7 separate regions of the Mus musculus genome follow, and regions 2, 3, 4, 5, 6 and 7 are each linked to region 1. Evidence: chromatin contacts called from public HiChIP or PLAC-seq, Micro-C and promoter capture Hi-C data. All regions are on one chromosome and are shown on one strand. Each heading gives the region's core, a stretch centred on a gene start, on an enhancer-like site or on the middle of the called end of the contact. The rest is flanking DNA. Distances are from core to core; before and after follow the strand shown.

Region 1 (3,862 bases), core at 635-3,134:
TGAAGGTAAAATTAATCCTGTGCTGGAACCAAGCAGGACAAGGAGAGGGGGTGAAAGATCAGGGTGCACCGGAGGAGAAACAGTGTGCTAGTTGAGGGGAGGAAGGTTTATGATGTAGGTAGAGGGGTGGGACCGAAGCGGTAGGCAATAAAAGGGATACTCAAGAGGGCTGGCGGTGGGATACAGAGTTATGGAGTGGCCCACTAGGGCAGTCGGATATCATTTGTACTATCCATCCAAAAGCTAGGACTTGGAGCTGGGGAGATGGCTCCGTGATTAAGAGCAACTAGTGTTCTTGCAGAGGACCCAGATTGGGTTCCCAGCACCCACACAGTGGCTCCCAGTCATCTGTAACTCCAGTTGTAGGGATCTAACAGCCCTCCTTGGCCTTTGTGAGTGCTTCGAGCATATGGCACACAGACATACATGCAGGCAAAACACTAGTCTGTATAGACTGATATAGAATACTAGATAGAATAATCTTTTTATAAAAACTAGAACCAGCTGCATCTAATTCCAGCTCTCGAGAGGCAGAGGCAGGCAGATCTATCTCTGTGAGTCTGAGGCCAGCCTGGTCTACATAGTGAGTTCTAAGACATATTAGGGCTAGAGAGAGAGAGAGAGACCCTGTCTCAAACAAACAAACAAACAACAATGCTAGAACCATTGAGCCATTTCCACCTCTGTATTATAAAGACCCTTGGAAGAAATGTGCATTTGTATGCTATGTACTGTGCTCCAAGCTTGATACTAAGGAAAATGTAAGGGAGGGTCCTGACCCTTCAAGTGTTGATTCTCTTGAAGGAAAAAAAAACAAAAAACAAAAAACCAGCTCATAAAAAAGTAATCAACTTTAAAAATCATATAAAACCATATAAAAAGTATTCAAAGGGAAACATCAGATTCCTTGAAAGTCAAGGCCAATAATGCTCAGGTATGCCGGAGGCCAGCTGGACTAGGAAAGAGGCGGGCAGGCTTGGCTTTGGTTACCCACGTTCAGAACTAGTAGTATTGGCTCAACTCACCGAGCTCCTCTGTTGTGCAAGCTTTGCTGCAGAAGCACATGAGAAAGAATCAATTATATCTCCACCATGACTGCCTGGGGAGAAATATTTTGGTGTCTGTAGTTTACTCGCGGGGAAATTAAGGCACAGAGACATAGGATTCTAGAACAGGGGGTCTGGCTCTGGAGTCTCTTTTTTTTTCGGGGGGGGGGGGGGTGGAGGGGAGGTTCGAGACAGGGTTTTTCTGTGTAGTCCTGGCTGTCCTGGAACTCACTCGGTAGACTAGGTTGACCTTGAACTCAGAAATCCGCCTGCCTCTGCCTCTCAAGTGCTGGGATTAAAGGAGTGCGCCACCACCGCCCAGCCCGGAGTCTTTTACACCGTAGGATCTTCGGAATCTAGCACAATTATCCGGTGCTGAGCGTTAAAAGCAAAACAACAACCAACCTAGCTTTCCTTGAAAATTGAATTTTTAGGATAATCCAATTCAAGGCTGAAATTTGTAAATAAATAAACAAGTAAATAAAGAAAGCATTTTAGTATTATAGACCTCCCACCGATCCTCTCCCCACCTCTAATCAAAGGCCAGCAAGAAAAAAAAATTTTATTTATATGTTTTTTTTCCTCCCCTTTTGTGATGCTTTGGAGTTTCTGAACGCTAGGGGCTCCCTGATTCTCTGGTTTGAGAACAACTTTTTCTTTTACGATTTTTTTTTTTTTTTTTTTTTTGGAAAAGGGGTGGGGGAAATGTGGCCTTAATTATCCTACGTTTTAGGCAGCTTAAGGAAGGGGCTGTGCTTTCTGAATCTTGTTGGAGCCAAGTAAGGAGGTCCTTCTCCTCCCCCCTCGCTTTTTAAAGGCGCTCGTGAAATATAAGCTCAGAAAACAAACCGAGCGATCACAGCGGCAGCCCGGGCGGCAGCAGCAGGAGGAGGAGGAGCAGGAGGAGGAGGCAGAGTTGGAGTTGGGCAGACGCTGAGGAGAGCTAGCTGCAGGACGCTGCGGAGTTGCAGGGCTCCGCGCTGCTCCATTCATTAAGTAGCTGCGGAGGATCGTGGCGGGACGCCGACGCTGCCCACTCGCAAACTCCAGCACGCAGACGCACGCCAGCCGGACGCGTCCGGGGCAGCACAGTTCTGCAAAAGTTCCTGCTCGGGATTTGGCTCTCTTCCCCTTGGACTAGCGAACAGTTTGGGGTTGAGAGGAAAGCAGAGGCGCCCAGAGGGGAAACCTACCCGCGTCTGCAGTTGGAACTACTCCGCCGGGCTGCACTCTCGCCGCCGCGTCCCGAGCCCGCATACCCGCTCCTGAGCAGCGGCGGCCCGCATCGCCCCGGGAGGCTCCCCGCAGCCAGCGCCATGCAAAGCTACAAGTACGACAAGGCGATCGTCCCTGAGAGTAAGAACGGCGGCAGCCCGGCGCTCAACAACAACCCGAGGAAGGGCGGCAGCAAGCGGGTGCTGCTCATCTGCCTGGACCTCTTCTGCCTCTTCATGGGTGAGCGCAGTCCCACGGGTCCCACCCAACCCCTTCCGGGCCCCGGGCCCCGCTGCGCTGTCAGCCCCCAGGGTCCCGCAGCCATCTCCCCCACCCCCGGGCGCCGTGCTGGCCGCGAGCTCCCCGCCCTCCCGGACCCCCAATCCCCGGCCTGCGAATTCAAGTTGGGGCGTGCTTGTGCTTTCGCGGCAGCTGGAACCACCTCCTTAGGGGTGATCTCCAGCTGGGAGTCCGGCCCAGCACCTCGGAAGGTGTGAGCTCGAGCTCCAAGATATGGAGGAAACCTGTGGCTCTCTGCTCTGTATCCGAGTCAGATGCGAGTGAGACCCATCTCGGTCTCCGAGCAAGGCAGGCTCCTGCCGGAGTGGCGCTGCTCGTCCCGGCTGCATGTAAACATCCACCCCTTCCGTCGCGCTGCCTTGCAGGGCCAGTCGCGCTAGCCGGCCTTGTCACTCGCTACTCGCTTGGCTGAAAGCCCCAGAGGGTGGAACGCGGCTCTACCGGGCCAGGTGCTGGGCAGCGAGGAGCACATCACTTGTTGAGCGCCTACTGTGTGCCAGTTGATAGGCCGCTTCCCGGGCATCAGCTTTAAACTAGCTCACTCCCTGACTTGTGCCGGGAGGCCACTGAAAGAAAGGCTGCCTGCCACAGTCTTGCTTGGGGGCCACAGTGGAGCTACACTCCCTCAAAGTTGAGGCGCTAGCTCAACTATTAGAACAGATGCAAGTTTCAGCTGAAAGAGCGGTGGGAGGCTCAGGAATTGAAGTGGGAGAAAAAGGATTTATTAAACGGGGGGGGGGGGGGAGCAATTGACATACATCCAGGGTTGAAGTAAAAAAATAGGACTTTTTCCTTTAAAGCGACTTTTGATGTAAATGTGTGGAAAACTTGTCACCAAAGCATTGCCCCTCTGCCACCAGCTGGGTGTGCCACCTAAGTACCCCCTTGGCCTCAGTATCCTCCTCAGTTGAATGAGTGGATTCAAGTAGATGGTCTGTGAGGCCCCTTCCTGCATTAAGAACTCGGATGCCGTCCAGGAGCCGCTCTGCCAACACGGCTAACGGAAGAAACATCTGTGTTCCCAGTTAAGTTCCCCCAAAATAGAAAGAACTCCTGCACGGAGGCTTCATCCTTTTGGAAGGGGGTTAGCCGGGGCAGGCTGTGGCGACCTGGCTTAACTTCCTTCATTGAAGACTCTTAGGCAGTGGCCTCTTGTTCTTGCCGGACTACCTTCCTTAGAATTCTGTGAGACGATGGGTTTCTTAGAATTTAAAATTAAGAATGGCCCTCTTGTGATAGGGACAGTTGGAGGGAAGATTACGGGCTGTGAAAGGCCAGGGGGCTTACAGTAGTAGTTATGG
Region 2 (3,558 bases), core at 738-3,237, 810 kb after region 1:
CATAATTTGTTCTCCCATGTCTCTGTGCCTTCCCAGTGGTGTTTCCTTTCTTGGATACTCTAGGCATCGCCATAACTGCTACTATGGAGCGGGGACTAAGATAAGAATCATTTCAATCATCTGTTCAGTCATTAATTCAAGGGGAAACATACCCTATGTAGGCCACCATAATAGCATACTAAAGCCTGGGGTAGGAGGGGCTTGCTTATAAATATCAGAAATGTACTTCCTCAGGTCTGGATCTAGCATCCTGAGATGAAGGCATCATGGGGCTGTTGCTTCTGAGGCCTCTCTCTGGCTGACAGGTAACCATCCTCTTTCCTGAGCTCATCTGCTCTCCCTCTAGGAGTATCCGTCTCCTTCTGCCTCTACCAGGACACCAGTCAATTGGATTTGGCCTCATTCTAGCAACCTCTGAAGGACTTTAGAGGGTGATTTTAATAAGGACAAGATGAAATTCACATATTGGCCTGAATACAAAGCATGTCCTATTGCCTGCCTCAAGACACAAAGACATTGCAATGCAGGACTCCTATGTACATCTAATTATATCAGGGTATGTCATTGTTGTGTATTCTTCAGAATAGGGAAGTGTCTCACCAGTCAGACTTCAAACAGAAAAAACAGCCACTGTACTGATCTTGTCACAAGCTTAGGTTCTTCAGACACGACATTTTAGAGTAGACGGCAATGGGTATTTCTGAATGAATGAATGAATGAATGAATGAGTGAGTGAATGAATGTCAGGGATAGCAGAATGTATGATAATAACAATCCACACTGAAAAGCACTCTTGGAAGGAACCCTTACATCTGTTTTCCTCTCTTAAGCAGCCTTGTGACATAGGTGACATAGGTATACTTATCTTCATTTTGCAGAGGAAAAAAAAAAAAACAAACCTGAAGCCCAGAGAAATAATTGATCTTGGCCAAATTTCTACCACAAGAAAATAGCTCTCCAGGACCTGGGCTTCCTCAGGGCAACCACAGCATTTGATATTACTGTGGACAGAGACTAAAACTCATAGCTGATGCTAAAGAAAATGTCACAGGAACTAAGATCACACATCCTGAGTCCTCCTCGAACTCCATCTGCCATCACCCCATCTTCCTATGGCAATGGGAGCTGTATGGAGCCTCCTGCATAAAGGCTGGCCTCATCTTTTTAAAGTCTGAGGTTCTGAATCTTAAGCTGTTTAAGAGCCTTGTCCTTTCAAGTTTAACATTTATTAAAGGGGTTGAAGTGGGGGCAAGTCTTGTCACTCTTGAAATCTAGGCCTCATTACTCATGTTTCTCCCCTCCAGAAGGAAGTCATCACACTTTTTTTTTTTATTATTAATAATGCTTCTTGGCTGGGCTTGTTGAGAGCAGTCAGCAAGCACCTCAAGCCTCCAGCGCAGCCTGGCTGCTGTACGGCGAGCAGGACATGGGAAACTTTTGTTTTCATTGTTTTAAGCATTCACTTGAAAGAGAGTCATCAAACAGGCTTAGGGCAAAGTATGCTGTGATCCCTGTGTCAACGAGGGAGGGGTTCTGTTTCCAACCTGAGTTTGGCACAGGGAGGGAGGGAGGGACCTTAAAATGCTGAGCTTACCACAGTTGCCATGACATTTGGACCAGAGAGAGAGAGAGAGAGAGAGAGAGAGAGAGAGAGAGAGACCTTAAAATGCTGTTTACCACAGTTGCTATGACATTTGGACCAGGTAGATGGTTTTCCCTAAATTTCAGTTTTCTCATCTATAAAATAGAAATTAAAGAATTGACCCACCTAAAAATTTTATCCCCAAGACATACCTGGTGCATTAAATATTGCATACTAGCCTAAGGATTAAAAAAAAAACAAAAAACAAAACAAAAACAACAAAAAAATTAACCTAGTGTGGCAAACTTATAATCCAGTCCTTGCTCTCTGCTCTGAGTACTCTCATGGTCTCAAGGTGTCACTCATGTTCTAAAGAATCATAGCCACCCCCTCTTCATCTATCATTGGCCTCTGCCCTTCTGTTTTACTGAAACACACCCTGCAACTCTTGTTTGACTCATTTCTTTAACAGGCGTATTTGCCTGGGACCTGTGTGCCAAGAACTTGCTAGGCACTTTGACAGCACTTTTACTTTAATTTCCAAGAGTCCAGTAGGAAGATATGATTTGTCAGTCAAGCATTAGCAATAAAACATGGTATCCATGTTATTCCAGGCTGGAAGAGTCATAGAAGGCTTCCAGGAAGAGGCATGAACAAATTATTAAAGAGTCACAGAGATCCAAGTTCCCGATAAAAGAGACCAGGGAGGAGAGGGGTACACAGGAGAGCCTTATGCTTAAAGGATGGAACAGGAAGTGTCTGTGTGAGGAGCGACATACTTCATCCTTCATCGCCAGGAACACAGGCATGGAGAGACAATATTAGAAAAACAGGCAGGCAAGGAAGCCCAAGTTCACTTCCAGAGCTGAAGACTCCAAGTGAGGAAGGCATTGGCCTTCAAATCCATGCTGGGCAGGGACAATAGAAGGCAGGGGGGATAAACCCATCTGCCACTGAGTACCACAAAGAAGACCACCCTGCATTCACTCAGATCTGGAGGAGTCCTTCCCCACTCAGGAGCCACAGAAGGCAGGAGGGTAGGGACTTGACTAGGGGCAAAGGAAAAGGCAGCTTGACCTCTGAAGTGACTTTGCAGTCTCTACTTTCCTGAGCACAGCAAAGGAAAATAAATCATGCCTCACGCAGCAGGGGCCGGCCTTGCTGCATGATTGTCTAATTAGGTTGTAAGATTACACCATAGGCCTGGTTACAGGAGGCCAGCAGGGATCAAATCCAACAGCATCAGACCAGACAAGAACAAGCAAGACCCTGCTCCAAATGAAAACAGGAGGGATGAAAAAGCCACCCCTCCAGGTCCCCACCCCTTGTCACCCATCACCTTCACATTAGAGTTTGATGAGAAATTGAGAGAACAAAAGACAAATGATCTGCTAGGATTTTACCCTCCATTTCCCCTCTGACAGGGGTCTCTGATTACTGACAGAATATGTTGCAAAAGAACCAAGGAAATAGACAACGACCATAAACACAATTTGCTTCCTTATTAAACATCATTGCAAAATAATTGCTATGTATAAACACAGCACTAGCTACAGGAGTCACAAAGTGATTAGGCATGGTCGTTTCTCAAGGAGTTCATGGCCAAATAGGGAGGATGACTCAGAAACCCAGAGTAACTGGTGCTGTGGAAAGGTTTTCCGTTCTTATTGATTAGGTTGATTTTAAGAATACACAGGCAACATTCAAAAGTTGTCCCAGAAGATAATGGTTTAAGATGAATCTTAAAGGTAAGGGGTTACCTCCCAATTACAAAAGAAATCATTAGATATGTACTCACTGATAAGTGGGTATTAGCCCAGAAACATAGAACACCCAAGATACAATTTGCAAAACGCAAGAAAATCAAGAAGAGGGAAGACCAATAGGTGGATACTTCATTCCTCCTTAGAATAGGGAACAAAATACCCATGAAAGGAGTTACAGAGACAAAGTTTGGAGCTTAGATGAAAGGATGG
Region 3 (4,005 bases), core at 1,175-3,674, 990 kb after region 1:
CAACCTGAGCTGTGTTTTACAATGCAAGGTCTTTCATCTGGGCCTGTTAGAAAGCTGACTATTTCTCGCGTCCCTCGAATATACATGGCAATGCTACACCAACTGGCATCAATCGACTTGAAATTTCTGAAAAACTCACTATGATAAGCTGTTTGCATTGCTCCTAAATTCACACTACTGAAGTTCTAAGCACCCCAAGGTGATGACATTAAAAGGTGGGGGCCTGAGGTACTAACAAAGGTGGGGTAGAGCTGTCCGATCAGGGTTGGTGTCTTTGTGAAAGACCCTGCAGCTCTCAAGATTTTTTTCTACTGTAGAAGCATGCAATGAAAAGGTCACGGCCTGGAAGAGACCCTCACCCACATCCAACCATGCTAGCACCCTGCTCCCTGATCTACGGCCTCTTAATCCATGAAAACTAAATGTTCACTGTATAATAATTCACAGTCTACAGTAATTGGATAGAACACCCAATCTAAGACAGACACTAACACCATGTCACTCTGTTAGTGGGCAGACACACAGGGAAGATGACTTGGCCATCTTTAGAGATTTTTGACATGTTCCAGTTCAGGGCTCTGCAAACTAAGAACTGCCCAAAGTCCTTTTGGATAATAAAATTTTGTTGGAACACGGCCACATTCGCTGGTTTACATTTGTCCATGGCTGCCTTTTCTCTCCAGAGCTGTGTAATGGCAAATGAGACCTTGGACTCGATGCTAAGATTATCCCCTATGTGGCCTTTTACAGGAAAAGTTGGCCAGCTCTGCTCTTAAATCAGCAAAACTGGAGATCAGTCTTACGGTGTGTGAAGCTTGCCCCTAGCACAAAGCCATCTTGACAAATTTTCTAGGAAATCTGGCATTTCTAGGTCTCACTTATATAATGTCTTCAATCTAGTGGATAAGTGTGCCACACAGTAAGATGGAGAGGCCACCAACATACCATAGAATAGTTTATAGCACACGTTGAAGACGTTACAAATGCTTGATCAGGACGGTAGATGTTACTGCTTTCCCTCTGCCTCTCACGTTTGTTACAACAATGAAGAACACAGACATGTGCCATTGTCTGCCCCATCCCTCCATGTCCAGAGCTTGAAATGTGGTACTGACTCCTGTAAATGGTTTTCCAAGACCCTTTCCCCTCAACAGTCCCCATCATGGCTGAGGAAGCTGTGGGGGAAAAAAATTGAGGCCATGGCAAGGCCATCTGGTACCTTTTTGTCCTTCTCTTAAGGGAAATTGAGACCTCCATGAATCTTCTGGTCCATAAAGGTCTCCCTCACTCCTTATCATATATGGTGAACTATGTGTGTCCTCACTTCAGGGCTAGTATCAATAGAATCCCAAAAGATTGAAGGCATTCACAGAGGTCCATAGGTATATCTAGCCAGCAGGGCCATTGGCACAGGTTCCAGGCTGACACTCTCAGGATCAGAGATGTGGACTGAATTAACATCAAGACTGGATACTTCATTCCTCCTTAGAATGGGGAACAAAATACCCATGGAGGGAGTTACAGAGACAAAATCTGGGGCTGAGACGGAAGGAAGGATCATCCAGAGACTGCCCCACCCAGGGATCCTTCCTATAAACAGCCACCAAACCCAGACACTATTGCATATGCCAGCAAGATTTTGCCTACCAGACCCTGATATAGCTGTCTCTTGTGAGGCTATGCCAGTGCCTGGCAAATACAGGAGTGGATGCTCACAGTCATCTATAGGATAGAACACAGGGCCCCCAATGGAGAAGCTAGAGAAAGCACCCAAGGAGCTGAAGGGGTCTTCAACCCTATAGGTAAAATAATATTATGAACTAACCAGTACCCCCTAGAGCTCATGTCTCTAGCTGCATATGAAGCAGAAGATAGCCTAGTTGGCCATCATTGGAAGGAGAGGCCCTTGGTCTTGCGAAGATTCTATACCCCAGTACAGGAGAATGCCAGGGCCAGGAAGCAGGAGTGGGTGAGTTGGGGAGCAGGGCAGGGGGAGGGTATAGGGGACTTTCAGGATAGCATTTGAAATGTATGAAGAAAATACCTAAGAAAAAAGAGAAAAGACTGGAAAGACGTGATGGCAGTATGGGGTGCAAGCAGCCATCATCCCAACCTTTCAAATTACAGTCAAGCAGGAAAGACAAAAGTGATGAGTGGAAATGTTGTAACATCCCAGCATGTTATGACACACTCAGATATGAATGAGAACATATAATTGGGGATCCAGCCTTGCTCCACTCAGGAATGTATATGTAAAATAAGAAGGACATACAGCCAAAAAAATTTCAAAATGCAAAAGGCATGACATTACACTCTTAATTTTAGTTTAAATTTTTTAAATTATGTGTAAGTGGAGCCTCCCTCTGCTGAAATCAGGATAAGACACTTATGTTCTCAAACTTGCCAGGGTCTGATGCAACTGTTTATAGGCCACATGTGCAGAGCCTCTCACGAGAAACTATCTGGATGGATATAGAATTGTGGTTCTCTGTCCAAGGTGGCTCTGCTGGTTAGCAATGGACACAGACGTAGCACGCCTAGGAAGAGGGCATCCCAGCTGAGAAATTGTCTTCATTAGCTTGGCCTGGGGGCATGTCTATGGAGCAGTTTCTTAAATTGCTAACTGATGGAGGCGTGCCTAGGCCACTGTGGGCAGTGCCAGCCCTGTGCAGATGGCCCTGGGTTGTGTAAGAAAGCAGCTGAGCAAGCAGAGGGAGCAACCCAGTAAACAATATTCCTCCGTGGCCTCTGCTTCAGTTCCTTTCCTCGCTTCCCTCAATGGTGGGCTGTGACCTGGAAGTATAAGCCAAAGAAACACTTTCTTCCCCAGTTTGCTTTTGGCAGTGTTTTAGCAATGAAGAACCAAACTAAAAAAGTGAGTTACAAGTACATTTCCCCCCCTTATAACTAGTCCTTTATAATAATATTTTCCAAATACATCAAAAAGCAGGTATCATTGAGATACCACTCTTGCCATCTCAACAGCTCTTCCAGCTCAGCCCCTTGACAAGAAAAAGGCCTTAAACCAGTGCTTCTCAACTTTCCTAATACTGGGCCTTTTATACAGTTCCTCATGTTGTGGTGACCTCAACCCTAAATTTATTTTCACTGCTACTTCATAACCGTAATTTTGCTACTTTTATGAGTTGTAATGTAAATATCTGATATGCGGGATATCTGATATGTCAGCCCTGTGAATGGGTCATTTGACCCCCAGAGGGGTCACAACTGACAGGTTGAGAACCACTGCCTTTAACAGAAAGCAGATACTACGACCCCTACAGCTACAGGCATCCTGGCTCCTGGTTCCCCAGCTATGGGTCTTGAGCTGACTGCAGCTCACTTCCTCCCATATGTAGAGAGAATGGTCATCCTATCAAACTCCCATGAAAAGACTTACCCGACTCTCAGACTCTCAACAACAGTACCAGAACTCTAGGAAAGGGAAGCTGTTGAGGCACTGCAAAGGCGGCATGTAGAAAGATGTGCTGCTTTGAATAAGAACAGCCTCCAGTAGCTCAGATATTTGAATGCTTGGTCATTGGTGCTCCCTGACAGAGACTAGGAGGTGTGGCCTTGTTGGAGAAGATGTGTCACTGGGGGATGAGTTTTGCAATTTCAAAAGCTCAGGCCAAGCCCAGTCTCTCTCTCTCTCTCTCTCTCTCTCTCTCTCTCTCTCTCTCTCTCTCTCTCTCTCTCTCCCTGCTGCCTACAGATCTCGCTGTAGAACAATTGGCTCCCTCTCCAGCACCATGTCTGCCTGCATGCTGCCTTGCTTCCTGCCATGACTATATTGGACTAAACCTCTGAACCTATAAGCCATTCCCCAATTAAATGTTTTCCATTATAAGAGCTGTGTGGGCTGTGTGGTAGTGGTGCGTCTTCACCTAATATTAGAACACCTAACAAAGACAAAGGAGTCAGCTGTCTAGGAAGCACGGTGCCCATGCTTGGCCTTTTCACAAGCTAGTAAACACTTCTGCTCTTGGCTTCATGATTACCATG
Region 4 (3,641 bases), core at 406-2,905, 880 kb after region 1:
TCAAATGGATGCAAAACACCTCCCCCCCATGTCCCCATGTATCTTACAGAGGACAGATATGCTGACACCAAATAGAAAATAAAAGCAGCTCCTTGCCAAGACTCATAAAGTTAGCACCTTCACATCCATAGACAGTGTTTACTGAAGCTGAGAACTCACTGAAAGCTAGTAGGGCTGTGCAGAAGAAACGAGAGCTCTGCTCCCGCTCGCCTCCATCTCTCTGCCTCTAGGGCAGGTCAGATGAGACCAACTCCTTTGAAACAGCACATTTCAACAGTTCCATGGTCTCTGGAGAGCACCGAAGGGCCTTTCTCATGCTCTCAAGAGTCCAATTCTCCTGAAGTCCCTGTTCTTTTTTTTTTCCCAGAGTCCCAGAAACCAACCTGCTTCCGTCTCTTCTTTCAACACTACCAAGGTCCCCTCTCTCTGTGGGGTTCTGACCCTGCATCCTCCATGCTGCCTGCTAAGATGGCCTCAGCCTTCCAGGTCCACAGCTTCCTGCCAATTGCTGCCCTCAAGTGGAGTCTTTGGTTCTTCTGTTAGTTATTTAATGGAAAAGAGTTGGGATCTGAAATGTCCCCCAAAGGTTTATGTGTTAAAGGCTCAGCCACAGCTATCTCTGTGAGGTGACAGTATCATTAAGAGGGTCTAGTGGGAGGCCTCCTGGTCACTGGGAGTATTACTAAAGGAGATAGTGAGTGGCACTCTGCCACCACCTCATTCTCTTTGACTTCTCCCCCATGAAATGTATGTCTGCTCTGCCTCACACACCACACCATTGTGTGCTGGCTCACTGTGGGCCAAAATCTCCTAAACTGTGAGCTAAAGGAGCCATTCTTCTTCCCCACTGATTATCTTGGGTTTATCTTTGCAGCCATAGAAGGTCTGCATGGTGACTAAAGCAGCTTGACCTTAAAGAGAGAACAAGAAGAGAAGAGGCCGCTGCAGCTGAACAGAAATCAGGGGTAGGGACAGTCTGTGCACGGACCCACACAGCCCGTGCACGGACCCACACAGCCCGTGCACGGACCCACACAGCCCGTGCACCGACCCACACAGCCCGTGCACCGACCCACACAGCCCGTGCACGGACCCACACAGCCCGTGCACGGACCCACACAGCCCGTGCACGGACCCACACAGCCCGTGCACCGACCCACACAGCCCGTGCACGGACCCACACAGCCCGTGCACGGACCCACACAGCCAGTGCACCGACCCACACAGCCCGTGCATGGACCCACAAAGCTCGTGCATGGACCCACACAGCACCTTGCAGGTTCATGCAGAAGTGTGAAATTCTTATGAAAGCAAAGAAAAACCATTGAGTGATTTTATTTTTAAAGCAGAAATGCAAAAACATTCATGAAAGTCATTCTTAACGTCCAAATGGAAGATAAGTGAGGAGATTGAGAAACTGTGGCAATTATCTGGGCTGCTTTGTTAAGAAGGTAGCCCTGTCCCTGAAACAAGAAAACAGAGATAAAGATGCTGAGCAGAGGTGTCCCACAAAGACACAAAGTCAAAATAGTTCACTCCTGGGAGAGAATTTATCTGACCCAGAGTGATCTTCCCTCCTCTCAGGACTCCCAAGTCCAGGGCTTTGAAACAGAGGAGCATCAAGAACTAGAGGCCAGAGATGTGCATTCCCTGCATCCAAGCCTGACTGGGCTTCTGTCTCTGTGGCATGTTTGAGGTCCCCTGCTAGTGCTCTCCAGGGGGACAAGGGGCAGTTCCATTTTGTTGTGCAACAGCTCATAAATCCAGGAATCACAAACAAAAGGGATTCTGTTACAGGTAAATACAATTTGAAATCCAATCTCTGTGAGGACTTTATGTTTGTCATGAATTTATAAATTGTTGAAGTAATTAACAGGGCATAAAACAGGCTTCCTATCCCGTTGGGAAAGGCCTTCCTGAATGCCCCCATTGTCAGCTGTGCCCTGGGGATCTCGGGGCCGGTGCCCAGGGTGACGCTGGGTGTGGGAGAGGGCTGGGGGACTGAACGCTGGGGGAAAAACGCCTCCATTCATAGGAGGTCGTTTAATGGGCTTATTTTGGGTGGCTCAGAAAATGACACAAAGATTTACCTCCTTGGCCCTTCCCTCCATAAATTAGGCCCATGGCCTGGAGGACAATTAGGACCTTCCTCTGCCTTTAAAATCAGATGCTCTATGGGAACAGCTTTCTCATTTGCAGTAACTGCATGTGTTTGGGGCCCTTTCCCACTTGGTTTTTCCATTTGTTCTCTCTCTCTCTCTCTCTCTCTCTCTCTCTCTCTCTCTCTCTCTCTCTCTCTCTCTCTTTCTCTCTCTCTCTCTCTCATTCTCTCTCTCATTCTCTCTCTCTCTTTCTCTCTCAAACTTGTTGAACACCATATAGGAAATAAAGACCCCAATTCATGAACAGCAGTCTGCCTTCTTTCTGCCACATAATATTGTCTTGAAGTCTCACATGACTGTTGGAATTGATCTCTAACACACCAGTTCCTAGCACCCTGGGCAGGGTGCCTCCTTCCAGGGTTTGCAGGCCTCCCAGAGAGTCAATAAGCACCATTTCCTTGCTGCGTGCTTCTTCTGTGCTTTCAAATTAAGAAATACTTCAGGTGAGCAAAAATGTTTAACTAGTATAAATAATATACGGACCCACTCCCCAGCAGAAAAAGGCAGGACATTATAGGTCCAACTGAAGCTCCCCGCCGGCTCCCCTTCCAGTTTTGCAGACAGTAATGTGGTTAGAGCGAACTTTGACCTCTGTCTGGGCTGGAAGGACAAAAATCTGAACATGCAGGGCCCACAGTTGTAATCCTCCTGCTTCAGCCTCTCAGATGCTGGGATTCCAGCTACGTGTTAGCATGCCTGGCTAAGATGCACTTCTTCAGAAAGTCCCAGCTTCAGGCATTTTGAGCTATTACTAGTATTCTTGTCTTAGACCATGGATTAAGATAAGAAATGGAAGCAATAGTAATAAAAGAAGCATTTACTATGCAGATACTGTTTAAGTGCCAGGCACTGTTAAGATTATTTGTAAGTACTATCTCATTCTCATTGGCTTTCTCTACCACCCTATAAAAATTCAATTAACCCATTTTACTGTAAATTAAATCAAGGCCTACAGAAAATAATTAACTACTCCGCAGTTGTAGCTCTGGTAAATGATACAAGTAGAATATCAATTCCAAGGCCTGCGATCTTATTTTACACTTGACTCAAGATCAAATGTCCAAAAACTGAATAAATGTTGGCATTCAGTATTTTTAAATGATTTTTATTTTTTAAAATGATTTTTATTTTTAAATAATATTTATGAAAACTGCTTTTCATGGCCTAATAAAAAATAAAAAGTGAGCGGGGGTGGTGGCACACGCCTTTAATCCCAGCACTCTGGAGGCAGAGGCAGGCAGATTTCTGAGTTCGAGGCCAGCCTGGTATACAAAGTGAGTTCCAGGACAGCCCGGGCTATACAGAGAAACCCTGTCTCGAAAAACCAATAATAATAATAATAATAATAATAATAATAAATTAAAAAAATAAATAAAAAGTGGTTTAAAAGTATGACAACAATGATTATAAAAGTTATAAGCAGGTATACACACACTCCAAAAGAATATAAACTTACCTGTGTTTGCAATAACATAATTA
Region 5 (3,790 bases), core at 776-3,275, 860 kb after region 1:
TTAATACATGGGAATATTTGGGTGAGGGGCTGTGGCTAGGGGTCAGATAGAGACAGAGGATGTGTGTGAGCTGTGAGACTACAAATGATGAGGGGGAAGCAGAGACCTGGGGGCCAGAGAGGCCAGTTCAGGATCAGATGTGGGACTTTCAAAACCTAGTGCAGAATCAAAGTGCAGGGTCTGTGTCCAAAATGGATTAAGGATTTCGATGTAGGAAGAGTTGTCCATTAGAGGAAGCATGGGCTTCTCATGCAGGACCTGGGTGGGCAACTGCACAGGTTGCTGGCCTGGGAAACCAGTGCTGGAACTGGGAAGAATCCAGGCTAAAGCATGTGCTGATTCTGTGACCTTGGACAATGTCATCAACCTTTTCTTGGGCTGTTTTTTTCTCTGAAGAGTAAAAAATAATCCCTGTATTATAGGCCTGTTGGTTTCTTGGAAAACAAGTGCTGTTATAGCAGATTACCAAAAACTTCCAGGCTTCAGTGATGGAAATTTATTTGCTCACAGTCCTGAGGTGAAAAGCGTGAAATCAAGGTGTTGGCAGAGTTGGTTCCTTTCTGAGGCTCTGATGGTAAAAAGAAATCCCATGTCTCTCTACTGGGTTCCAGTGACAGTGAGCGATCTCGGTAATCCTGGACCTGAGGACTCATTCCTCCTGTCTGCCCTCATAGCATCTTCTGTGCTCCATATACATGGAGACAGTGTGTATGTTTGTGTATGTGTGAGTGTGTATGTGTGTGAGTGTGTAAGTGTGTGTATAAGTGTGTGTATATGTGTGCGCGCGTGTGTGTATGTGTATATGTGTGCATGTGTGTGCGTGTGTGTGTGTGTGTGTGCGTGCGTGCGTGTGTGTGTGTGTGTGTGTATACTATCAATAAGAACACCAATAGATAGAAAAGGATGACTACTGGTTGCAGCTGGATAAAAGAGGCAAGTGATGTTCTATATCGCTGCTATAGAACTGTGTATAACAATAATTATTTCCCAAAAATTTTGCTGCTAGAAAGGAATTTGAGTATTCCTAACACAAGCATATATATCTGAGGTGATGAATATCAATCGCCATGGCTTTATCATTACATATTATGCACATGTATTGAAATATCACATTGTTCCCCATAGAAATATAGAATTACTATTTACCAATTTAAAATGAAAATTGATTAGGGATGCTGTATCCATGAACTCTCAATAACATGGAACTCTGGGGGAAAAAAAAAACGCATAAGGGCAATACCAGTTGACATGCCAAGGTGAATAGGGGAAAATCCACATGATCCCCCACCACACACATGAAGAGGTACAGGTACCAGAGAGAGGAAGAATCTATCTCCATCAGAGATAACTCCCTCATAGGTTGTCCAATCCCAAGTAGTCAGCCATGGAGACATGTGTACACACACACACACATGCACATGCACCACATGCACACACACACACACATACACACATACACACACAGATATATAAACACACACACATGCACACACACATGTGCACACACACATACATACAGGTCTCAGGATGAGTTGGGAGGGGGAAAGGAACACAGTACTGAGTGATGGATGCAGCTCTCCTGTACAAAGTTCTAAATTTTAAAAGAAAAACTTGGAGCTGCTGGTAAATGTGGGTTGATGTCTATGTGTGGCCTGTCATCAACTTACTGAACTTGACTCAGGCATGGTAGCAGGCCCTGGGGACAGAAATAAAATCATACTTTTGTCTATTTTTGATATGGCCTTTGTAAAGCTTCTTTGCTTTTACCATGAAACTAATTTAAGGTTTTTGGTAAATAGCGAAGGCAAACAAAAGAATGGAGCAGACACTGATGGGGCTAAAACTTGAGGCTTTGAAGCCAGCCCAAGTGGGTGTAACCCCTGCACATACACCCACCTCAGCCATGTCAAACCAGCTCTCTGATCCTCTGATTTCTTCCCTGTAAGATAACTGCAATAGGCTCCTGTCTCAGTGGAAGAGGTTTCTATAAGGTAACACATGAAGCAGTTGGGAGCACATCTGGAATTCGAGGGCTTACAACAAAGACTGTCTCGCCTTGCCTAGCCTCGACTCGCCTTGCCTTTCCTCGTCTTGCAGATGGTGTTTTGGAGAGTCCCAAATGTGTTTGCGCTCTGCTGTATGTGACATTACTGCTTCCTAATTTGATGTTCATCAGACACCAACAGGCTGTTGTTTTCTGGGTTGTTGCTGGTTGTTTTTTCTTCATCAATTCAAGCAAGATATTTTCCTCCTCATGTGGTAGCTGGAAAGAAAAGCAAGAAATATAGACTGCAGTGAAATTGGGAAGTCTTTCCTGTAAAAAAAAAAAAAATCCAGCAGATTTATCACAGATGTCTGGCTCACTCATGGCCTTCTCCTGAATTCTATTAAGAATAATAACAAACAATCAGGAAACTGAACCCCAAAGCCCAGAAAACAGTGTTCTGGGTCTTTAGCAAAGTGGGGTCATGTACACACACAAGGGACCTGAGGCCTCTAGGCACTTGTTGGTTGCTGGGACAAGGAAGTGGGCAATTACTGAGCACCCCTGCACCGGATCCACAGGGCTTTTTCACAGTCCTAAGCCTTTTAGATCCTCTCAAAGATCCTTAGATTTCTAAAGTAAGAAACCGGGGGGCGGGGGGGGGGGGCTCAGAGAAGATGGATGCTGTATACTGGAGTTCTTGGGTAGGGAACTGCATCTCAATCACTGGGCGAGCTTCCTTGAACAGAGGTTACCATTCTGCAGGTCATCAGCAAGACCACAAGACAGGGATTATTTTGGAGGGGTCGGATGTAATTCCAGTGGGTGTCCTCTACTGTTGCAGGTTCCAGCTCCACCCAAGCCAATCATGCAGCAGATAGCAAGCTATTTACATGCTCTGAGTCTCTGTTCTTACCTCTGTTAGTCGGGAATGTAAGACTCCATTGGTTTCAGCCAGGGTTAGATATGCAGTGGGTGTTTGTACCACAGCACATAAGGTGCTTGTGTTAGCGCCTTCCCTCATTGCCACAACAGAATCATGTAAGGAAAAAAGAGCAGATTTGGGATCAGGAGTGTTAGTTGGTTTTTGTCAATTTGATGCAAACCTAGATATATCAGGAAGGAGGGAATCTTAATTGAGAAAATGCCCCCTTAAGATTCCCTTGTAGGCAAGTCTGTAGGGCATTTTCTTGAATCATGATTGATGTAGGTGGGCCCATCCCATTGTGGGTGGTGCCATCCTTGGGCAACTGGTCCTGAATGGTATAAGAAAGCAGGCTGAGAAAGCCATGCTGATCAAGTTAGTAGCAGCTCTCCTCCATGACCTCTGCATCAGCTCCTGCCTTGAGTTCCTGCCCCGACTTCCCTGGATGAAGGACTACAAGCTGTAAGATGACATAGGTTGCCTTCAGTGTGGTGTTTCATCACAATAGAATCCCTAAACTGAGACACATGGTTTCAGATGGTTTAGTCTACCATGGAGGGGGGAAGGCACAGCAGAATTCATGGCAGTTGGAGCATGCCAATAGAGGAGCCAAGAGGCAGAGAAAGTCAGTGAGTCAGCAGTTGCTCTAACCTTTAAGCCACCCTTAGTGACCTGCTTCTACCAGGCAGGTTCTGCTTCCTGAAGACTGCATGGTCTTCAAAACAGTGCTTCAAGCTGGCAACTAAGCTTTCCAACATGAGCCTTGGAAGTGCAGTCTCCGAGCTCAGCCTTAGAACTAAAAGTACAAGAGCTGATTAGCTGTGCGACCTTGAGCAATTACCTGAACTCTGACCCTTTATGTCCTCTTCTGTAGAGTGAAA
Region 6 (4,070 bases), core at 1,209-3,708, 910 kb after region 1:
GATACCCCTCCCCCAGCTGTATAAGGAGCAAGCAGGCACTTTTATATTCTGTCTCAGACTCCCCAGAGTGACAGATGAAGCCCATGCCTTTCAGCCCCAAGTCCAGTCCCAGTACTCAATCTCCTATCTCTAACTTCAGTGACAAACCCCACAGATGAACAAAAGAATTGTAGGTTCAATCTAGTTCTACCCACACCTCTTCAAGTTAGAGCCTCAAAGGCATTAAATCTTCCTCCTCTGGAGTGGGCCAGAATTTCCAGTTCCACTTTAAATAAAATGAAACTGAGAGTTGCTAAATTTGAGTAAGTGAGTAGTTAGTGGCTGTCGAATTTGAACCCCAATTTCACGTGCACATGCCTAGTGTGATCTTCAGCAGTGGTGGGGTTCAAATATGCTTGATTCCTGCTTGTTCCAAGCCCTCAGCTTGGTCTTGCTTCTTGCCTGAGACCTAGATACTCACTGTGCACCCAACAGTGACAGATGCCCGTCCCTGGGCATCACATGCACACAACTAAAGGTGTGCTGCAACTTCAAGGAATTAACAGGACCACGTGTGGCACAGAACCAAGAGTCTCACAAAGGAGCCTTCAAGGACTTTTCAGAGAACTACCCAGGAGTGATCCCTCCAACAGTACAGGGATGAAGGATGTGGGATGCAGAGCTGAGCAAGCCTGGGATATGGAGGAAGAGGAGCTCAGAAAAAGACAGCCTCACAGAGGGTGTAAGACCCAGCTGGGGCCTCTCACAGGCTAAAACCACTAGGGTTTCTCACCACCTCAGGCTGGTCTGCCCACTAGTGACTAGGGCTGGTCTAACCACTAGTTACCAGGGCTGGTCTGCCCACTGATCTGCCCACTAGTGGCTATGGGGATCTGAGATGTTCTAAAAGCAAGATGACAAGGAACAGGGACAGGAAGGGGAGGAAAGCATGGATTCTCTCAGCTGCTCGCCCAGCTCCTCTCTCTACCAGGCACCTGTGACTGGGTCCTCTGTGTCCTTCTAGTCCACGTACACTTAATACCAATGTGACTTCCTCGCTTCTCTGCCTAAGAAATGTGTAACCCATTTTGTCAGGTCCAAATCCCACCCCTCCTCTGTGAAGTCTTCCCTGGCTTGCTCACCATCTACTCACCCTCACGGCCATGGTCTCCACACCCTTAGGTGTTTGTCACATGCGGCTGGCCCAGAGGACAGCTTCATGACTTTAAGATTGTAGTCACTCTAGTACAGGTGGAACACGGCCACTGGCCACTGTGTAAATCTCCCTCTCTCTCTCTCTCTCTCTCTCTGTGTGTGTGTGTGTGTATGTGTGTGTGCGTGAGTGTGTGTGTGTGTGTGTGTGTGTGCGTGTGTGTGTGTGTGTGTGTGTGTGCGTGAGTGTGTGTGTGTGTGTGCGTGAGTGTGTGTGTGTGTGTGTGCGTGAGTGTGTGTGTGTGTGTGCGTGAGTGTGTGTGTGTGCATGTGTGTGTGTGTGTGTGTGTGTGTGTGCGTGAGTGTGTGTGTGTCCCTCTTTGTCTCTCTCACTGTCACTCTCTCTCCTTCTGCATGTGTCTATTAGTCTATCTCGCCTTCCTATCCCCCACTATTTTTATAGTCATTTTTACAAATTATGTCATTTCTATTTCATCACTATGCCCTAAGTTCAGTATTTGTTTCCCACTTTGAAAATGAGGAAATGGGATGAAGAGCTGGCTCAGTGAGTAAAGGCAGGCTCTTGCTGTCGAGCCCAGCAACCAGAGTTCAAACCTGGCCCCACACAGTGAAAGGAGAAAACTGACTCTCTAAAGTTGTCCTCTGACTGTCCATAGGCATGCCACAGTATTCCTGCATGTGGATACAACAGAGAGAAAGAAAGAGAGGGAGAGAGGGAGAGAGCGAGAGGGAGAGTAGATAGACAGACAGACAGACAGACAGACATGAGGCAATTGAGACGCCAATCACTGCTGTGTAAGACCTGGATCCCTCATATTCCCCAACAATAGAAGGTATTGAGCACAGTAGTAAATGTTGCCATCCACACTGACTGAAGAGGAGAAGAGGGCATCCATGCAAGGAGAGACTAAATATGGTGGTTTCATCTTCCTGCAGCTATCTCAGAATATCCCTGCACAAGTACAGAAGCAGACCCTAAAGATTTGAGGAGTTAATCACAGGGGCATGAAGACCTGTGGAAGGAGTGTGGGGCTAGCCTTTGGTACCCACACAGGTACATTTCCCTGACACTGGCGGGCATTCCTCTCCATACCCCTACCCCTGGCCCACTTTCTACCCTGCAACAGAAGTCTCTCTATCCATGTCCTCAGAGACAGAAGGAGCACCAAGCAAGCCTTGGCATTTCCTGGTTGTGCTCTCCCAATTAAGTCAAGAAGCCAACCGCAGCCTCCTTGAGCCAAACTAATTGCATCCTAGCAGGCTGCTGCCTGCCAGCTTTCGCCTAGAGTAAGATTTTATGGGCCACTTAGCCCCACGCCCAGGTTTACAGTGGAAACACTGACAAAGCTTCACTGATAAGACTACGGAGCACACAGGAGACCAGAAACCTAGTAATTTTCCAGATTCCAGATTCCAAATCCAGCCTGGATTCTAAGGTGCGGGCCAAGAGGGCCCTGGCGAGAACGGTGTGCTTCCCTTCCACCGTGCTCTGGAAAGGCAGCGTGGTACCTTGCTGGGGCTCTAATGAGTGTCTCCCTCAGCACCAGCTGGTACCCACTTAGCTCACTCATCCTTTGCACTGTCCAAAATTCATTTATTTGTCCAATCAATCAGCAAATGCTGAGCTCCTGTGTGGATTCTGCTGAATGCTGAGGAGAAAGACTACCCTGTTAAACTACAACCATTAGCTCGGTTCTTTCCACCTGGCATTCATTGAGTGACTGGATCCCTTCAAGCAAACCTCATGTTGTGCACAACTCTGAAGGCCAGCCATTCACATAGACTAAAACCACACCAAGGGTCTGCTAGTGGTGGGACAGGGAAAAATCAAAATAAGGAAGAGTGGGGAGGCGGTCTGGCAGTGACTAGCACTTGCTGCTTTTCCAGAGGACCTGAGTTTAAGTCCTGGGTCAGAGGGCTCATGAGCAACCACCTATCACTCCAGCTCCAGGAGATCAGTAGCCATGAATCTGGTACACATTCACACAGATGCACAACATGCATCTAAATAAAAATAAAACTTTAAAACACAAAATCAAGCAAAATGAACCAGGCATATCGGCATGGGAGCTAAGGCAGGAGGCTTTTTTGTTTTTTGTTTTTAAAAAGGCTATATAATAGATTCTGTCTGAGACAATCTAAGCAAACAAACAAGTGACCAAAACAGAGAGGGAAAATGCTAAATTATTGAGTCTGCTTTAGAAGAATAAACATTCAAAATAAATGAGGTAGTTGGAGCATTTAGCAGTTTGCCAGTTGTCTTGGGACAACTTCTAGTTTTCCTTTATCAAAACAAAAAATGAAAACGGATGTAGCAACACCACTGTCTAATTTAAAGCCTTATTCCTCGACCTTGATTCTGTTGGGGCTTTGCCTCTGTTGTAGGAGGCCTGGCTGAGCCGTGTGGGAAGCTCCCCAGTGTTCTTGACTTCTCCCCATAAGAGGTCAGTGGAGGCGACTTTCCAACCATTGTAACAACCGAAATGTGCAAAGAATTTGCCAAATGTCCTGGGGAGGTTAGGGTGAAGTGGGGGGGGGGCAGTAGAGAAGAGGAAACCCAGCCCTAGTTGACAGCCCTGGTTTAAAGCATGTCTCTCTCTTCTGCAGCTACAACCTTTCTTTGCTCAGTTGCGACCTTCCTTCAACTTCTAAGTGAAATCACAATACTGGTTTTCCCCTCATACGCTCACCATCTGACTACGCTTAGCTCCCATCTCTCCCAACTCCTTCACACCTTTACCCATGCACAGACATCACCCATGCAGGCATCACCCATGCAGGCATCACCCATACAGGCATCACCCATTTAGACATTACCCATAGAGACATCACCTCAGCTCCACCTACCATCTTGTCTCAAGACTCACTTGGAGATCTGGACTGACTCACCTCTACCCAAGCAATCCAGGCAGCACTTT
Region 7 (3,824 bases), core at 70-2,569, 840 kb after region 1:
GACTCTAGGAAAAGGTTTGTGGGGAGCCCATATAGAGTCTTAGAGGCCCCAAGGAGCATTAGACTAGCCCAACATGCTCCCTGCAGATGAGGGGCCAGGCCAGGAGAAAGAATGTGCCTTAACTTGAGGAGTCACAGAAAGCCAGTGTCCAAAACATACCCGTCCTGGTATTTCCCAATAGTCTGATGTGAGTTCTCCTCTGGTTGGAAGTCAGGAGAGGATTTTGGAAGTCAAACATAATTGAAAGTTTAAAACATTCGCAAGGAAGCTAATATGTGTCTTGCTTTTGAGAAAGTATCAAAATCTAAAAATGCCAATAGCAAACCTTTCCTGGGAACTCATTTTGTACTTAGGACACACAGGGGGTGGGGGGAGCATTCACTCAATGTGCAAAGCAAATCCGTCCAATGGTTATGAAAGTACAGGGTTGCCAGAATAAAGAAATGTGGTCAGTTTTTGTCTTAGCATCCTCACAGGAGTCAGCTCTCTCTTGTCACCACATGGGTCCCAGAGATCAGAAGTCCAAGCATCATGACCCCTGAGACAGCACACTGGCCCTAGTTTAAATGTTATAATACACCTCAGCTGAGTGGTGGTGATGCATGCCTTGGATGCTCCAAGTGCATCCCAGCACTTGAGAGGCAGAGGCAGGAAGATCGCCTGCCTGAGGCCAACCTGGTCTACAGAGAGAGTTCCAAGATACCCAGGGCTACATAGAGAAACTCTGTCTCTAAATAAACCAAATAAAATAGTAAGGGTTTTTTGTTGTTGTTTTGTTTTTGTTTTTGTTTTTGTTTTTGTTTTTGTTTTTGTTTTTTAGATATCTCATATACCAAGGCACCCTGACACAAGCCTGGGAGAATCATACTGCATAAAGGAGACAATTGAATCTTAAAGAACTCAGGTCTCCAAAGAGCTTTCTGCCAGTTAGTGGAAGTACCAGCATCGGGACCTAGCTGTAATCTTGGGGATCCATTTTCTCTATTCACCAGCTTCACAGAGACCTTGTGAGGAGCAACCCAAAGCACACACACTGAAGACATCCTGTCAACGCTGTAAAGAATTTAACAGCCTTGAGAGGTTGTCATGTTGAGATCCAAGTTGTTCTGTTTTCCTAAAGTTCTGCTCTGGTTTTTAACAGCAGGATCCCAGAGCCAGGCAGTGACAAGAAGGCTGGGTCTCTCTGCTGAAAAACATTTTCCAAATAAAAGATTTGAGTGAGCACACGCTTGTTTTCCTTGGGCAAATCCCAACCACCCAAATGTTTAATTGGGTGGGAAAGTTTTGATTCTGCTGGTCATTATTGGAGGCAAATGAGGAACGTGGCGCCTTGCTCTCTGACCCCAGCGGGAGGAAGAAAGCCTGAGAACAAATTGGTGCTGTGCTGCCTCGCCATCCCGGAAGCGGCAATTAACTTTGAACTATATGTTGCTCCGTACATCGGCCACTGCTTTATATGGTCGTCGTCACGTGAGTGTTGCCTGCCACGTGTTCTCTGCTTTAGACTTAAGAGAATTCCGAGGGGAGTTTCCCTAGACTTTCCTTCAACAGAGGCAGTCATTTTCCTGAGGACACAAATGCTCCTCATCCGAGTCCGAATCCACCTTCCTCTTTCTCTTCACTACAGTGATTTATCCCAGTGTTATCGTTGAATTGTGTCCCTTCTGGGTTCCCTTTCCCTATATTGAAAAGTGGAGTGGTGGGAATAATGGCTTCTGGTAAAACAGCTCCCTCCCCACTTCCTATTGCAGTTACAAATTCCCCAACTTCTCTCAGCACATCAGAGAAGGACCTGTGCTCACTCGCTTCCTTGCTTCTTTCTTTCCTGAGGCTACACAGGTTTCCTCTCATTTTGATAGCATGTTCCCAGGCACTGGAAGATAGAGACACAGTTCCTGGTTACTATCAGTGCTCGTTCTCAGCTGTATCACAACGGCATCCCTCTCAAAATCCAACTAGGAAAATCAGTCTCAGGATTCTAGAAATGTTGCTCTCTTAGCTCACCAGCTAGGCCTCTTTTCCCTTAAAAATAACATACTGAAGAAGACGGAGATGTTGCTCACGACCCAGCCACGTGGAGACTCTTCAATGATAACTACGAAGTGTCTCTTCAGCAGGCAAAGAGAATAAAAACACTAGTCTTATACAAACTCTTAGGTTTTTCATAACTCATTAGTCTAGCTCCTGATCCCAAACACTGCTGAATAACCATATTCAAAAATAGCTTTCAAAGGAGTCAATTAAGGTCCAAGGGATCAGGATGTTTTTCAACATCAACTGTCTTCATAGAAGGTTGTGATGGTTGCAGACAAAAGGAAGCCTGAGAGAACACGAGGAGGAGAAGGCAGAGACGGCCATCCACAAGCCAACAGGAGAGGCAGCCCAGCCCACACCTCCATCTTGGATTTCTGGTCTCCTGAACTGGGTCAGAGGAATGTCCGTTTTGAAGTCACAAACTACCTCAGCTCTAAGAAACCTGGCTGACATGCCAACTGATGTGAGCGGACACTGATCTCTGTAGGGAAGAAAGTTTTGTATTTGCTAATGAAAGGAATAGCACATAAAACCATCACCACGCTCAGAGATTTTCTAGTCTGAAGGGAAACCAGGACTAGGTTTTTGACTGCGAGAAGCACAGAGCTACGAGGGTGCTGGTCCTCTGTGGCTGGCGTGTTCCAGCTAGGGAGCCAAAGCTTATGAATATCTCCTGTAAAATAATCGACCAAGTACTCAGGTGGGGGGTGCAGAGCCTAGGGGCACCCAAGAGCAATGAACCATTGAGTGAGAAAAGGGGTCAGGGGTCCTGCTGCAGAAGAGACCACCCAACTTGCTCTGAATGACAAGCAGTTGCTTCCTGGGCCATGGTGAGGACAGGCTATTCTAATCCTACCTGGGCCCTGAGTGACCCTGGCTAGCCGTGGCAAGTTCTGTGAAAAAAAGGAGTGGGTCAGAAGAAAGGCAGCTGGGACCAGGTGACAGGGAACGACAGCTGAGCAGAGGGACCTGCAGAGCTGAGCTTGCCCTCACACACAGATGCTAAAGGTCTCCAGCAGGATTCTGCTCATGTCTCCCCTCTCTCTCTTTCCCCAGACCTGGCCTTTCACAGTGATCTGTCTTCATTCTTAACACAACTTATTTCTCGTCACAACTGCACTGTTTATCAACAAGCTTCGGGCTTATCATTTATCAACAGGATAACTAGAAGTTTTCCAGAGGAGCAGACCTGTGAGCTAGTCCACACAGGGCCTTGAGCCAGGGACAAGTCATGTCCATTTTCAGTTCCTCAGTTTCTTCAGCTTTAAAACGAACCCTACTCACCTGTATTCATCCCCTTTCCTTCCTTTTATGACAGAACTGCCACTGGAGACTGTAATCGAAAGCTTCATTTGCAGTTAAATATGGTCATGTGACTAAGTCCAGTTCAGGATGTGTTAACTTTCAGAGGTCATGTCTTAGAGACATGCTCAGTACTTACCATGCCCACAGATCGTTTACCTCCTACTCCTCTTCTTCCTCTTCCTCCTTCTTCTTCTCCTCCTCCTCCCCCTCTTCCTCCTCCTCTTCTTCTTCTTCCTCCTTCTTCTTCTCTTCCTCCTCCCCCTCCCCTCCCCCTCCTCCTCCTCCTTCTCCTCCTCCTTCTCCTCCTTCTCCTCCTCCTCCTCCTCCTCCTCCTCCTTCTTCTTCTTCTTCTTTTTCTTTTTCTTTTTCTTCTTCTCTTTCTTCTTTTTCCTCTTCAGGTTACACAATGGAAACAGCTGGAGCTGTTGCAATGCCTTGCACGCAGATGACAGACTAGCCTGCAAGCCTGTGTTCCTGGCTGTTCC

What was found. Promoter capture Hi-C pulls out the DNA fragments that hold promoters and counts their contacts. Hi-C and Micro-C count contacts between places; a contact is called where the count stands out from the background. HiChIP or PLAC-seq counts read pairs in DNA pulled down with a chosen protein or histone mark.
Region 2: an H3K4me3 HiChIP or PLAC-seq map of craniofacial prominence shows a contact between it and region 1, with 10 times the contacts expected there. The contact joins the enhancer-like site here to the promoter of Plpp3 in region 1. A contact is called at or near these places in 15 of 39 promoter capture datasets (the 3T3-L1 cell line, 3T3-L1-derived adipocytes, the C10 cell line and 10 more), 3 of 15 datasets of contacts at CTCF or cohesin (the NIH/3T3 cell line, embryonic stem cells and large pre-B cells), 4 of 484 Hi-C or Micro-C datasets (cortical neurons, nephron progenitors and uterus), 18 of 115 datasets of contacts at active chromatin or transcription factors (the NIH/3T3 cell line, craniofacial prominence, embryonic basal ganglia and 11 more) and 2 of 9 other capture datasets (adipose tissue and embryonic stem cells).
Region 3: a Micro-C map of palatal mesenchyme shows a contact between it and region 1, with 4 times the contacts expected there. The contact joins the enhancer-like site here to the promoter of Plpp3 in region 1. A contact is called at or near these places in 13 of 39 promoter capture datasets (the 3T3-L1 cell line, 3T3-L1-derived adipocytes, the C10 cell line and 7 more), 1 of 15 datasets of contacts at CTCF or cohesin (the NIH/3T3 cell line), 14 of 484 Hi-C or Micro-C datasets (the 3T3-L1 cell line, MC3T3-E1-derived osteoblasts, the STO cell line and 8 more), 11 of 115 datasets of contacts at active chromatin or transcription factors (the NIH/3T3 cell line, craniofacial prominence, embryonic basal ganglia and 8 more) and 2 of 9 other capture datasets (adipose tissue and embryonic stem cells).
Region 4: a contact with region 1 is called in an H3K4me3 HiChIP or PLAC-seq map of embryonic limb bud, with 15 times the contacts expected there. The contact joins the enhancer-like site here to the promoter of Plpp3 in region 1. A contact is called at or near these places in 10 of 39 promoter capture datasets (the C10 cell line, HPC-7-derived erythroid cells, cranial neural crest and 7 more), 2 of 15 datasets of contacts at CTCF or cohesin (large pre-B cells and stem cell-derived epiblast-like cells), 9 of 484 Hi-C or Micro-C datasets (cardiomyocytes, cerebellar granule neurons, cerebral cortex and 5 more), 15 of 115 datasets of contacts at active chromatin or transcription factors (the NIH/3T3 cell line, T-cell acute lymphoblastic leukemia, craniofacial prominence and 10 more) and 3 of 9 other capture datasets (adipose tissue, embryonic stem cells and pancreatic islet).
Region 5: a contact with region 1 is called in a promoter capture Hi-C map of the 3T3-L1 cell line, with 37 times the contacts expected there. The contact joins the enhancer-like site here to the promoter of Plpp3 in region 1. A contact is called at or near these places in 9 of 39 promoter capture datasets (the 3T3-L1 cell line, 3T3-L1-derived adipocytes, cranial neural crest and 4 more), 4 of 484 Hi-C or Micro-C datasets (the 3T3-L1 cell line, cranial neural crest, embryonic stem cells and 1 more), 14 of 115 datasets of contacts at active chromatin or transcription factors (craniofacial prominence, embryonic basal ganglia, embryonic forebrain and 9 more) and 1 of 9 other capture datasets (adipose tissue).
Region 6: a contact with region 1 is called in an H3K4me3 HiChIP or PLAC-seq map of embryonic limb bud, with 12 times the contacts expected there. The contact joins the enhancer-like site here to the promoter of Plpp3 in region 1. A contact is called at or near these places in 6 of 39 promoter capture datasets (cranial neural crest, frontonasal cranial neural crest, hippocampal neurons and 3 more), 1 of 15 datasets of contacts at CTCF or cohesin (stem cell-derived epiblast-like cells), 10 of 484 Hi-C or Micro-C datasets (cardiomyocytes, cerebellar granule neurons, cerebral cortex and 6 more), 16 of 115 datasets of contacts at active chromatin or transcription factors (the NIH/3T3 cell line, T-cell acute lymphoblastic leukemia, craniofacial prominence and 12 more) and 4 of 9 other capture datasets (adipose tissue, embryonic stem cells, liver and 1 more).
Region 7: an H3K27ac HiChIP or PLAC-seq map of heart atrium shows a contact between it and region 1, with 20 times the contacts expected there. The contact joins the enhancer-like site here to the promoter of Plpp3 in region 1. A contact is called at or near these places in 15 of 39 promoter capture datasets (the 3T3-L1 cell line, 3T3-L1-derived adipocytes, the C10 cell line and 11 more), 1 of 15 datasets of contacts at CTCF or cohesin (the NIH/3T3 cell line), 15 of 115 datasets of contacts at active chromatin or transcription factors (craniofacial prominence, embryonic basal ganglia, embryonic forebrain and 12 more) and 1 of 9 other capture datasets (embryonic stem cells).

Annotation. Positions count from the first base shown.
Region 1 is chr4:105,155,463-105,159,324 of GRCm38.p6, forward strand. It overlaps Plpp3 (phospholipid phosphatase 3), which reads left to right and starts at 1,885. Exons shown (of 6, transcript NM_080555.2): 1 at 1,885-2,501. The coding sequence starts at 2,363. It overlaps Gm29838 (a long non-coding RNA gene), which reads right to left and starts at 1,209. Exons shown (of 2, transcript XR_376486.3): 1 at 1-1,209.
Region 2 is chr4:105,967,119-105,970,676 of GRCm38.p6, forward strand. No RefSeq gene overlaps it. Among named protein-coding and RNA genes, the nearest start is that of Gm30266, 80 kb to the right of the region's middle. Within about 2 kb of position 1,988, at least 14 of the 459 cell types and tissues checked have an H3K27ac peak or open chromatin away from gene starts, as enhancers often do. A contact at or near this core is called in uterus, where this site is marked.
Region 3 is chr4:106,142,302-106,146,306 of GRCm38.p6, forward strand. No RefSeq gene overlaps it. Among named protein-coding and RNA genes, the nearest start is that of Gm30126, 20 kb to the left of the region's middle. Within about 2 kb of position 2,425, at least 13 of the 459 cell types and tissues checked have an H3K27ac peak or open chromatin away from gene starts, as enhancers often do. A contact at or near this core is called in 3T3-L1-derived adipocytes, adipose tissue, brown adipocytes and 1 more, where this site is marked.
Region 4 is chr4:106,038,611-106,042,251 of GRCm38.p6, forward strand. The region is part of intron 5 of Gm30266 (a long non-coding RNA gene); the gene reads right to left. Among named protein-coding and RNA genes, the nearest start is that of Gm30266, 8.4 kb to the right of the region's middle. Within about 2 kb of position 1,656, at least 12 of the 459 cell types and tissues checked have an H3K27ac peak or open chromatin away from gene starts, as enhancers often do. A contact at or near this core is called in embryonic limb bud, where this site is marked.
Region 5 is chr4:106,013,401-106,017,190 of GRCm38.p6, forward strand. No RefSeq gene overlaps it. Among named protein-coding and RNA genes, the nearest start is that of Gm30266, 34 kb to the right of the region's middle. Within about 2 kb of position 2,026, at least 3 of the 459 cell types and tissues checked have an H3K27ac peak or open chromatin away from gene starts, as enhancers often do.
Region 6 is chr4:106,064,768-106,068,837 of GRCm38.p6, forward strand. No RefSeq gene overlaps it. Among named protein-coding and RNA genes, the nearest start is that of Gm30199, 9.0 kb to the left of the region's middle. Within about 2 kb of position 2,459, at least 22 of the 459 cell types and tissues checked have an H3K27ac peak or open chromatin away from gene starts, as enhancers often do. A contact at or near this core is called in adipose tissue and embryonic limb bud, where this site is marked.
Region 7 is chr4:105,993,267-105,997,090 of GRCm38.p6, forward strand. No RefSeq gene overlaps it. Among named protein-coding and RNA genes, the nearest start is that of Gm30266, 54 kb to the right of the region's middle. Within about 2 kb of position 1,320, at least 9 of the 459 cell types and tissues checked have an H3K27ac peak or open chromatin away from gene starts, as enhancers often do. A contact at or near this core is called in heart atrium, where this site is marked.